2 separate regions of the Danio rerio genome follow, and region 2 is linked to region 1. The links are chromatin contacts, called in public HiChIP or PLAC-seq maps. All regions are on one chromosome and are shown on one strand. The core of a region is the stretch at or near the end of the contact, and the rest is flanking DNA. Distances in the headings are between cores, read along the strand shown. Region 1 holds the start of ube2q2 (ubiquitin-conjugating enzyme E2Q family member 2). Region 2 holds the start of pim3 (Pim-3 proto-oncogene, serine/threonine kinase).

Region 1 (6,052 bases), core at 2,629-5,128:
TGACAACAGAAATAGCCTAACTTACTAACGTCAGACATCCCGAGTTGGGAAAAGTCATTTTCGGGGGATACAGAGTTGATTTGCGGGAGGTAACGTTAGCGGGAGAGATGAGAACCTGAAGAGCAATGAGATGAGTTGCGCGCGACGTACCTGAAGAGCGGTGGGGGTGACTTGCGTGCGACGTACCTGAAGAGCTGGGAGGGATGCGGTGGAGAGGGGTGTGTAAAGTGTTTAATGACCGGGCGGGAGACGCGCGATTTCCAGGAGATTATCATTCATTTGCGGGCATCTACTTGGGCATCTGGGAGTCTCTGTGCATTTGCGGGATAACGTTAACGTTAGTCCCGCAACTTCCGGGAGACTTCTGTAACGTCAAATGTCTGATAAAGTGCAAACGTGGTCATTTAAAGACATTAATGTTAACATTCCGACTTTAATGGTTGTCAACACTTAATATAATTCAAGCGTAACTGTTACGTTATCACGCGAGTCTATGGACTAACGTTATATGGACGGCCACGAATGAACCAGTTTAAAAGAGCTGCGGTGTTTAAAATAACCAAATTAACGTACACGAATAACAAACAATCATATGTTTCAGTCAGGAAGCCTTTTACAAGTAAGCATGTTCATTTACTCACCAGATATGTTTTAGAAACTCCAGAGCTCATGGAAACCGTCCTGTGTTGCCGTTAGCATCCGGGCAGAGTAGGCTAGGCTGCTCCGGGGATTCCCTCGCTAGTTTGCTTCAAATTAAAGGAGAAGTGTCGATTTTATTTTTCAGATGGGTAACAACGCACAAAATAGCATTAAGCGTGACAGAAATGTGTTGAACATGTACATTTGATGTTTTTATGCACTATGTATGCGTGAGCATATATAAAAACATTCTGAAAAGAAGTCAATAGTAATGCAGTTAAGCTAGATACACAAACGACCATGAATGAACCGCAGAAGTTTAAAATTGTCACTCTATTCTAAAATTATTAACTTAACAATATGTTTACAACTGTATTTCCTTAAAGAAAGTCAGTAAAAATACCAACATTTAGGTAGTTTGACTCACCAGTTGCTGTTCTAAACCTCAGATGGAAAATGGCGTCTGGAAAATTCTTCAGTGACTGGGGCTGCATGAATTCCCGGATGTTGGAAATAACTCCACCAAGTGTAGAAAAGATAACTCCTTGATTTCGCACTGAATAAAATCAATTCTAACTCTTATTATATTCATTTATCAAAATCTAACTCTTTAACGTCAACACTTTACTCTGAAATGCTTCAACACCGAGAATTTAACTCTGATGAATTTGCTGTGTACTATTTAATTTTAAGATTTAAATGCTGCATTTTAGTGATATGTTAAGCACTATTTGTTTTAAGAATAAGGTTTAAAATTTAGAATAAAAGTCACTTGTGCAAGGTTTTCATTCATTCATTCATTTTCTTGTCGGCTTAATCCCTTTAATAATCCGGGGTCACCACAGCGGAATGAACCGCCAACCTATCCAGCAAGTTTTTACACAGCAGATGCCCTTCCAGCCGCAACCCATCTCTGGGAAACATCCACACACACATTCACACACACTTATACACTACGGACAATTTAGCCTACCCAATTCACCTGTACCGCATGTCTTTGGACTGTGGGGGAAACCGGAGCACCCGGAGGAAACCCACACGAACGCAGGGAGAACATGCAAACTCCACACAGAAACGCCAACTGAGCCGAGGATCGAACCAGCGACCTTCTTGCTGTGAGGCAACAGCACTACCTACTGCGCCACTGCATCACCTCTTTTGGAATATGTCACTTAAATAAAAATAGGTGGTATAGCATTTATTTTGTTATCTAAGTACTTAAAATTACCACATACATTAGACCCATCTCCCCTTTTGTTCTGTCTCCCGGAAAACTCCAACATGGAATTGAAATATGGAATTTCTGCCTAAATGTGAATGAAACAGGCATTACATGCATTTAAAGTGCAAAGCCCACATTAACCTATTTTGAAGAAAAAATAATTCATTCATTTTCTTATCAGCTTAGTCCCTTTATTAATCCGGGGTGGCCACAGTGGAATGAACTGCCAACTCATCCAGCATGTTTTTACGCAGCGGATGCCCTTCCAGCCGCAACCCATCTCTGGGAAACATCCACACACTCATACACTACGGACAATTTAGCTTACCCAAGTCACCTGTACTGCATGTCTTTGGATTGCGGGGGAAACCGGAGAACCCGGAGGAAACCCACATGAACACAGGGAGAACATGCAAACTCCACACAGAAATGCCAACTGAGCCGAGGTTCAAACCAGCGAACTTCTTGCTGTGAGGCGACAGCACTACCTAATGCGCCACTGTGTCGCCCTTTGAGGAAAACTGAAAAAAAATCCCTTTAAATTTGATTGTCTTTGAACTATTTTTGAATATCAATATTTTACAAGGTATTGAATTTAGAAATTCCAGTATCTTGACAACACTAGACCTTAGTTAATCCCTCTGTCTAAATGAACATGTTTGTAGCTTTGTATCACACTGGATAACAACTCACACTATAAAATAAATCCTATTTTCAGATTTGAAGATAATTACATTTTCAAAAAACAAACAGAAACTGCAAATCAGGAGGTGATACACTGCAAAAAACACTTTTCTTACTTAGATTTTTTTTTGTCTTGTTTCTAGTCCAAATATCTTAAAGTTCTTAAATCAAGAAGCATTTTCTAGACAAGCAATACATATTGTCTTATTTTAAGAAATAATATGCCAAAATAAAGTGAGTTTTTTCTTAAATCAAGCAAAATAATCTGCCAATGGGATAAGCAAAATAATCTTATCACAAATCAAAAAACACGATTACTTTGCTCACCCCATTGGCAGATTATTTTGCTTGATTTAAGAAAAAACTCACTTTATTTTGGCATATTATTTCTTAAAACACGACAATAAGTTTTGCTTGTCTAGAAAATGCTTCTTGATTTAAAAATTTGTAGATATTTGGGCTAGAAACAATACAAAAAATCTAAGTAAGAAAAGCATTTTTTGCAGTGTAGGAGGCTCAAGAGGTATGATATGGCTCATAACAGACTAATAAATGAGAAATGGGTTAATTTATCAATTTTTTTCCTTTTTGGTATTACAAGTCACAAAGCTTTACAATTTATTGTTAAAAGACAACTACAAAAAACTTTATTTATCATTAAACCATGTATAATCCTATTATTAAGAGTGGAGTAGATCACCCTTTGAAAGTGGGGGTATTTTAGTAGGTTGAATTACAACTTCTTTCTTTGACTTCTTTGGGGTTAATCCCTTTCCCTTTCCCTTTCAACCCTAACAACACCCTGATTTCCCCAAAATTGTAGTAGTTGGTTACTTTCTGAACTTAGATTCTTCTCTTTGAAAATTTATTATTAATTTATAGCTTTTTCTGGCTAATTTTTACATCCCTAAATGTAAAATTTCAAAGAAACACCCCTATTTTTATTTTCAGAAAGGACTTTGATTTATATGTGAACTCCTTAAAAGAGTGTAAATTGCACGTAAAACTCTTTCTTGTTGTGAAGCATTTAATTTGTTTAATTTCCTGTGATTTTATGTATGTAACCCTTTTTGTCTTTTTATTAATATTGTGTCTTTGTAAATGTTCTTTCTTGCATAATAAAAATAAATGCATATTATTATTATTATGTAATTTTCTTTCTTTTATATGTTGGATAATACAAGAGGACTGTCATACAGAAGACGAAGAATGGTCAACCACACATTCACCTAAGAAAAACACAATTGGCGTCCCAGTAGTCCACGCAGATCTCGATCACCCACTTCCCCTCTCTCGCAGTATTTCTTGGCGGGCGTTGTTTTGTCGTCTCTCCGGCCTCCAGTTCGCCTCTCTCTCCCCGCCCCCTCTTTGTTGTTTCTCTCCTCCAGCCTCCCTCCGCCGCCGCGCGCTCACACACACGCACTCTCGCTGGATCAGCTGCGCGCTCGCGGTCTCCGTGCGTCCCTTCCCCCCGCGGCCTGGCTGCTGATGAGATGAGTGGAAGATGTCGGTGTCGGGGCTGAAGGCCGAATTAAAGTTCCTGGAGTCAATCTTTGACCCAAACCATGAGCGATTTCGAATAATCGACTGGAAGCCAGACGAACTGAGCTGCCAGTTTAATGTGACGGGAGAAAAGCTGCTGATTATTCACTGCAACATCACGGTAAGATCCACCAGCCCCGTGTGTAGGTTTACATGCGAACAAGGCAAGGCCGAGTGAAACAACACCACCCACAAGCCCCTGTTTGCTCGAATAAAGCCATGATAGTGCGAATAAAAGCATTTAGGGTGATCAATGTTCAGTTTTATAATCAAAAAGATGTCAAAATCACTGCTAAACAAGCAGCGCGAGCTACGCTTAGCTTGCTGGTGTATTAGCTAACAAAGTTAACTGCGTTTGCTCTCGGTTTCACTTTGTTGGCTTAATAAAACCATCAGCTAATCGTCAGCGTTATTTATTCTTGTGTACAGGAGATGGTTGACCAAGACCGGTGGATGTTTTGCATTCTGCGTCACTTTAAATTAGTTGTCATGTAATTAGCTTGTGTGCTAATTTGGCTTAGCTGGTAGTTTAGCTTGCTAAACGACGTTTTGGGGTGAACTTATTTTTTAAAATCTTTTTATCGCGGATTTGGGATGTTGTTTGTGGATTATTTATCGAGCATTGAAACATTTTGTGTAAACACAACAGTTTGTTAAATCCTCGGCTAGCTAATTTCGCAATTTGTTTAGCTGGTTTGTCGAAGTTCTCCGTTCAGCTAACTTGGGCCTGCTACGAAATGCGTAGATTTAAAATGCTCGAAGTTTGTTCAGTTTTTCGCCATGTAAATGATTTTATCATAAATGTATAATATTTTCGTAACTGTTAATGTTGCCTTACATGTGCTAGCAACATTAGCGCGTTTTCAGTCATCGCGTTTATTTGCCATTTCGCATCTTTGAGCGAAATCTGCATGTATGTTGAGTGTATGCTAACTGCACTACATTATGAAGGAGTGTTGTCATCAGAACCTACATTGTTTTTGCAAAACGACGCCACTGCAGTGCAACTGGCTGCTGTTTTTTGTGTGTTCTAGAGGCCAGTTAGTTTGCTGAGCTTGTATACTGATTTGAGGTGCTATGAGGTCAGTTTATGGTCCTGACAAGCAAAAGAATATCACATCGCCATCATTTTGGCTCTCCCTTGATGGAAGACACAATGGGAGGAGATTTCTAACTAGTGGATGAGAACATAATGTTCACATGATTTTACGTGGAAGATCATCAGCTCTGACAAACACTTCTCTGAAATAAACAACACTGCGCGGGTCTGCTGTGGTCTTTTCTCATTGAGAGAAGAAGCTGCAGAGTTTGATTCATTGGTTTGGCATCTGTTAATGTGGCTGTTTGTCATGCAAGTGGCTGAACTGAAATGAGAAGACTTTAGCAACCTTGTGAAAGGACAAATGGGTTTGATACGGGTATGAAGATGCTGATTTTGTTACTCTTGATGTTTTTGTAGGAGTCTTATCCTTCAACACCACCAATATGGTTTGTTGATTCTGATGATCCAAGTCTGACTGAAGTCCTTGAACGACTGGAGGATGTCAGAAAAGGCAATGCTTTGGTAAGGAAGTGTTTTTTTCCCACTTGAGATGGTAATGAGATGGTATTTTGATGCTTGATTGGTGGCTGTTAATTTTTTACCCTGTAGACAATTAATACTTTTATTTCATCTTGATAGAACTGTAGCAAATACACTTAAAAATACATATATTAAGCAGCATAACGGTTTTTGAGAATTGAAACAGAATTTTTATTGACCCCAATAAGGATTGTTTAAAAGTAAAAAGTAAGATAAAAGTATAAAAGTAAAACTTAAATTTAATATCATTTTAGTTTAGGCAATGTATAATTGCATGCTAAAGTTTGCCTGAATTATATCTATGAATATAAGGATGCTGTGTAGTTTATGAAATCATTGAAGTCCTACTAGATTTGAAATTATGGTGATTTGTTTACTGCAGT
Region 2 (6,930 bases), core at 1,110-3,609, 210 kb before region 1:
AACAAGGGGGGCGCCAGCAGTCTGGCTCTCCCTCCTCCAGCCAGTCTCACTGCGAGCCTGGAGAACAACCCATTCCCGAAAAATACAAGCAAGCTGAAACAGGACGGTGATCTAAAAGGGAGACTTTCAGGTACAAACAGTCACAAGCTACAGCAACTCCACATGCTTCCAGCATGAGTCACTTCCCCCAACAAAAGCCCCTTCAACTAGGGGTGGTGTGACAGGCCCCCAAAGGCCAGGAGTCGCTTGGATACCAAACAAAAACAGGGATCCGTGATGGGATCACGTGGTTCAGCAACTCAGGTTTCACAACAAACAGATGCTACGCAGTAACAGCTGATCCTTTCCACTGACTTCTCTCTCAGATTGGAAGGCTAGAGTTACATTAAAGGAGTTTTAAAACGCAAGAATAAACTAATAGGCCATTAAATAACAGCATGTGTGAAAATATTACGCTTTTAAAGCAACCACTGAGGACTTTAAAAAAAAAAACAAACACACAACCTAATTCCTATATATTTATATATACACACTTTCCTGAAAACTGTGCAATGTCTGAAGTGTCAACTAAAAAAATGTTATAAATAGTTCTCTCCACAAATATCTTCCCACTCGAGGATTAGAGCTATTTATAATGCTAAATTCGAAAACTATATTACGATTTACCATTTATCACAGATTTATACACGCGCATAAGCAAATCTCTCTAAAGTTTCCAGTCGAATAATAATAAATTGTTTATCTTGACAGGTTTAAGTTTTTTTTCCCCGAAGGTATCTTCTTCGTAACAGATTAAACCACCGATGCTGTTTTTAATGTTTGATGCACTTAAAAATCAAAATTGTAAGTAAAATTACTTAAACCATGAATTGACAGTTTTTCCAAAACATTAAGCTCAGCGCGGCAGGTGCACACGCAACGTTAAGCCGTAGCAAAGCAGGATGGGTAAAAGTGAAGGACGCACCATCAAAGTCTGTGTACACGGTGTCCTTCAGGATGGCCCCGGAGCCGAAGTCAATGAGCTTCAGGTCCCCCGTGCGTAAATCCACCAGGAGGTTTTCGTCTTTGATATCTCGGTGAACCACCCCGCAGCTGTAGCAGTGGCGAACCGCCTCCAAAACCTGTCTGAAGAAGCCCCGGGCGGTGTCTTCATCCAGCGCGCCTTTCTCCGTGATGTAGTCGAATAAATCCTTCACCATCTCCGGCCGCTCCATTATAATCAACCATCCGTCGGGTCTCTCATACCAATCTATGAGTTTAATGACCCCCTGAAACGTGCTTCCCACTTTCTTCAACAAAACAATCTCGAGTGGAATCAGCGACCCGTTCTGGAATACAAATAAAACCGCACTGGTTAGAAATAAATCGTTTATACTGTTAATATTAATAAAGAGTATGATAGTTTACTTACAATAGTACCCCATTCGGTCACTCTCTCCTTGGCGACGTGTTTTATTGCAACCTACAGACAAAAAGAGAAAAACGCGCATATGAATATGTGATCGTGGCGCCAAACGCGGCCATGTGCTGCCACCAAAACAAAGCGAGCGCTTACCGGCAACGCGTCTGAGATACGAGTACCGGCGTACACTGTACCAAACCCACCGCTTCCCAGCACCGAACCCACATGGTAAACCTTCTCAAATGGCTCCCTTTCGGTCTTGGCTGTGGAATGAAGAAGGGGAATAAACAGTGTTAATGTAATAACGTGACATAAATCCGAGTGTGTATAACGCGCGGTTGGCAACAAAATGGCTCCACGCTCAGGTCACAGACAGGCGCGTGCCGATTAAAGAGGCTAAATTTGTCGCTTATAGAATATTAGTAGTAAACATTGAATTTAAAATAAGATGTTATGTGAGAAAAGGCAAATAACTAGCGCGATGAATCTAAAAAACGATATCTACCTGCTTGGAGTTGAATTTTCACCGGTAAGTGGTCGATGTTGGTCGTGTTACAAATATGGGAAAAGGATCCAAACTTGGAGAGTAACATCTTCTGTTGTCTTCTCCAAAAAAAATCCGAGTCCTTAAAGATGCGTAACTGCTTCGCACCGGAAAACACCGGCACCCCGTCCTTCAACGAGAAGACAGAATTCCCTTCAAAAAATGTATTCAGGAGTGGGACTCCGTCCGAAAATCCCACGGATGATCGCAAACGGATTCCGAATCCTCGTTTACAAAGGTGTCAAACTCCAGTAATTATTCACAAATGTCCCCGCGCACCCATAGTGAGAGAGAACTGCACACGTTTGCGCTTTTGAGCCCGGTCGGTGCGCTCGGTTCATGTGTCTGTGTGTGAGAGAGCGCGGAGACCGTATTAACTCTTAATTCTCGTGTTTGGGCGCTGGAAGCTTTGCACAAATCCCTCCGCGACGGAAAGCCTCACTACAATCAAATCACAAACAAATGCATTTATTAAAAATAAATTAATGGTTATATGAGAAATAAAACACAGATGGGTAAAATATGGGAAGATACCGTAAATGTATCAGCAACGGTCAGCAATGATAAATAGTGCGTTTGGAGAATAGTGCGAGACGCCCATGGATATCTCGTCTGAGAGCTTTGCACTTTGGCTATATAACAAGACCAACCACGTTGCACAGTTTATATAATTGTACGGTGACTAATTAGAGTAATATTGCCGGGTTGGGCTTGTATAATTGTAATAAGGATAACAATAACACTTTATTTAATAACTAAGCATAATTGAATTTATATTTTAAAAAAAATATTATAACAAATATTTGAAATATTACACGTTTCCTGTGTAAAGCCTTTTTGAATCATTTTATAATTTAAATGAATAATTATTGTAAAGGTATTTTATTTTAATTGAACTGCTTTTGTTATTTTAGTGTAATTATATTTATTATTTATTTTATTATTGTACTTTCCCATATTATGCCATTGGTGTAAAATGTTTAGTGTAATATTAATGTATAGTTATTAATGCATTCTCTATATAATAATAAAACATTATAAAGATTTATTTCTTATGTAATGATAAATATCTAATATTTAATATTATTTCATTAAGTGAAATATAATAGATACATCACACATACATACACACACACACACACACACACACACACACACACACACACACATATATATATATATATATATATATATATATATATATATATATATATATATATATATATATATATATACATACACACACACACACACACACATACACAACAGTTCTGTCTGGTTCTCAAATCTGATTGGCTGAAAGCCGTGCGATATTCTGCAATATCAGAACTCCTACAGCCTCTTTACAGTTTGTGTATTACTCCACACACATACAGCCAGCAAAAAGCATACACTACAGATCTAAAGTTTAAAAGATGCTTTTAACTGTTTTAACAGCTGTTTAACTGTCAGCCCATGATTTGAATCCAAAGGCGGAAGAAAGTAGTTCCTCATACAAAAGGGGTTTTGAGACTCTCCATGTTTGATTTTTTTTTTTATATACACAATTATGCCGTCAAACTGTTGTATAAACGCAATAACACAATCATAGCAGTGCGATATGGCTGTATATCGCCATTGGTGGGTACACGTACGCCTCCCACCAGTGCCGATATACAGCCATATCGCACTGCTACGAGTGTGATATTGCTCATATATATATATATATATATATATATATATATATATATATATATATATATATATATATATATATATATATATATATATATATATATATATATATTTATAAAAATTCTTATGTTATGATAAATATCTAATATTTAATATTATTTATTAATTAAGTGAAATATAATATATACATATATATATGATATATATATAACATATAACATATATATATATATATATATATATATATATATATATATATATATATATATATATATATATATATATATATATCTTACATACATATATACATACATACATACATACATACATACATACAGATAAATAAAATGTAATGAAATGTAAAATGTAATGAGCCATGACTTACATCTAGACAGTAAATGTGCAACATCCATTCTTATTACATGTCATTCTTCTATCTTCCCAGAAAAAAAGTCATCCTTACTTTGATCTCATGCCAGATTCATTAGGTCATACCTCAGAAAGGACATCAAGGCTTTGAGGAGCTTTTATGAGACACACTGGAACAATCAGTAGGGAAATCCTTCAAGCTTTTTAGCAGTTACCTGATGTAAGGCCAAAGCACATGTCTCCAGATGAAGCAAAAAGCTTCTTCTTACCCCCAAAGTGTGCTTTATTCAGCACAATCTATTTTATGTATTATCAGAAAAGTGGCTGATTTGTACGAATTTATCCAATTTAATTTTTTTATGAAAACATACAATCTCTAAAAGAAGTCATGTCCCCAAACCACACCTTCCATAATTGGGGTGAGCAGGTCATACTAAAATGTATCAGTGAAATCATACAAATTCATCCAAATTAGTAAAAAAATAAATATAAAATGTCCGAATTGCCATAATATATGTTGATATTTGCTGAGTAAAAGAAATCATTCGAGTACTTACTAATTTTCTCTTTTTTTGCAAGATGTTATTTAAATTTAATTTAGGCGACTGTAAACCAAGAGCAAAATCATTGATCTCATACCAATCAGATAAAATTCCATTTAAAAGGGGTGGTCCACAACCAAATCCTATTTTAAACTTCAGTTCATGTGTAATCTAGCTGTGTGAACATAAACAACATCTCTGAATGTAATACACTCAAAGTTTAATGCAAAGGGAGACATTGGCTTTTACAAATTTAGCTTAGCAAAGCCTACAGCCAACGAAGTTTAAAGACTACAAAAAGATACATCCAGGTTAGTGAGAACACAAACACTTCAGGTTTTGTGCGTTCACCACGCGTTTATACCAAGTGTGCCGCAAGCCTGCGTTTGAGTGAAGGTCTCGGCCGTTAGATCGCCCCCTGGGGGCTGGCTGCAGTACAAGTCATAAAGCCCGCCTCCTCCGTGTTAATGAAGGAGACTTGAGCCCAAATATAAAAAATTATTACACTTGCAATAAAATGTCCCGAAAGATGGTTCTGGTCGATTAAGGCATTGGTTATTGTGCTGAAATAGGTGCAGATCTTCATTTTTGTAAACAGTTTGTTTTTAGCAGTAATTTAATGCTGGGCGTGTCATCGTGATTGACAGCTGTGATTGACAGTTTCTCAAAGCAGCGCGTCTGAGCTTCGGCAGGAGACTGAAGTGTTATTATTCGATTTCTGTGTTATTTTACCATGACAAAATGAGTTCAGCAGTAAACTACAGTTTCTGACATACATGATCCTGGTGGAACACTGTTTATTCGCTAAGGTCAGGGTTTTTTCGGGCTTATTAGTTTGCTGATACACGCCTAGCCACCCAGATGGCAAAATACACTCGGACCAGTTCGGCTAGATTCTCGCCTGCCGGAGACTTACCCCTCAGAGTTCAGACTGACTACCTCAGCTGGACCTTCTCCGGATGCCTGGACTCACTGCCCAATTCCAGCCCGAGTCAATCGAGCCAGATGCGGCGGCCGAGCGAGCCGCCGCTGCCGCATGCGAGGCGGAATCAGCCCGCGACGCCGCGAGTAGGTTATGCGCTGCAGCCCGGAGCTGGCGTGATTAAATATATATAACCCTCATATTTGTTAACGTTATTACATCCATCTGTGTTGATATGACAGCAAACGCATGCTGAGAAGTTTGGGGGGCGTGGTTGATTTTACATAAAGCGTTTGGTTGGAAGCTCGACTCCGCTCATTTTCGCGGCTCCTCCTCTGGCTCCATCAGACAGTCCTTCTGCGCATGTCAAGGCTCCAATTTCAGCAGTCTTTTGCGACAGTTTGTGCCCGTCAAGCAGGCGTTTTGCCCTCAAGGCGTTCAATGGGAAAAGGGGCTGTCACGTCGTCCATATTTTTTACAGTCATTGGTTTATACCCTGCGCAGCAAAGAGGCATCGCCTGAAGTGCTGTAAAGTTATAGCAGAGAAAGCTAAAATGGTGTGCAAATGCTGCTATTTCCAAAGAGCTTGTTCTGTTTCTATATTTGGGCTTCCAAAGGACACAACGCAAAGAGAGAAGTGCTTACAATTTAATTTTAATTATGTCCTAGAGAATTATATAAAAGATATAGCTAGCATTTGACATTGGACAGCTTCCAGAATCTCTCCCAGTTCAGTGTTGGATTCGTTAAAAACTCCTCAAAGAAGAAGCAGCTCCAACAAGAATAGACGAAGCTGTGGATTGTGAGCCACAACCTGTAAGTATTTGTATTTGTTAAAATGGATCAATTACATGCGCAGTTTCTAGTGTTAACGACATGTTGTAGCAAGGATGTAAACATGAATGTAAACAATGGGAAATGTTGTTTGAAACCCTTAGCAATTTAGCTGCAAATTCATCTTTATCCATCAAATTGCTGTAAACACCCACGATCTTCACCAGCGCTGCAGTGTCTCTCTATGCAGCCGCTTTCCCTACGTTCTACATCTCAAATAACAAACTCGCAAAAGATATGAAAGTTTCATATTACTTACATATGCATATAACCCGAATATATATGAAAAACACTTGTCAGATTTTAGAGAGCAGGCATGAGGTTTTGCCGTGTCCTCTTCAACATATGTCTAATTCAGATTCAAACTGACATGGCTACGATTACTGACAGTATTTACACCGCAGAGGCACAGCACATGCTAATGACTGGCCGTGATGATGACTTCCTGGTGAGGTTGAGCCGATCCACGAATCAAAGTTAACTGACCAATCATAGCCTTTTGAGGGCGGGCCTTTTGAAGGAACTAGGAATTATGACATGATGATCGTTTTCATGTTAGCTGAGTAGCTATATAATATTAAATTAAAGGCTCGTGCAAACCGGGACGCTTTTTGCTCACGTTTTCCGTCAATGTTTAACACGC

What was found. HiChIP or PLAC-seq counts read pairs in DNA pulled down with a chosen protein or histone mark.
Region 2: an H3K4me3 HiChIP or PLAC-seq map of gastrula embryo shows a contact between it and region 1, with 2.2 times the contacts expected there. The contact joins the promoter of pim3 here to the promoter of ube2q2 in region 1. A contact is called at or near these places in 1 of 18 Hi-C or Micro-C datasets (an unstated tissue) and 2 of 4 datasets of contacts at active chromatin or transcription factors (embryo and gastrula embryo).

Annotation. Positions count from the first base shown.
Region 1 is chr25:31,836,713-31,842,764 of GRCz12tu, reverse strand. It overlaps ube2q2 (ubiquitin-conjugating enzyme E2Q family member 2), which reads left to right and starts at 3,878. Exons shown (of 13, transcript NM_001328204.1): 1 at 3,878-4,208; 2 at 5,547-5,651. The coding sequence starts at 4,050. LOC141381008 (a long non-coding RNA gene) reads right to left here and starts at 1,105. Exons shown (of 6, transcript XR_012400475.1): 1 at 1,067-1,105; 2 at 642-746.
Region 2 is chr25:32,047,120-32,054,049 of GRCz12tu, reverse strand. pim3 (Pim-3 proto-oncogene, serine/threonine kinase) reads right to left here and starts at 2,359. Exons shown (of 6, transcript NM_001034978.2): 1 at 1,908-2,359; 2 at 1,556-1,665; 3 at 1,412-1,462; 4 at 965-1,328. The coding sequence starts at 1,995.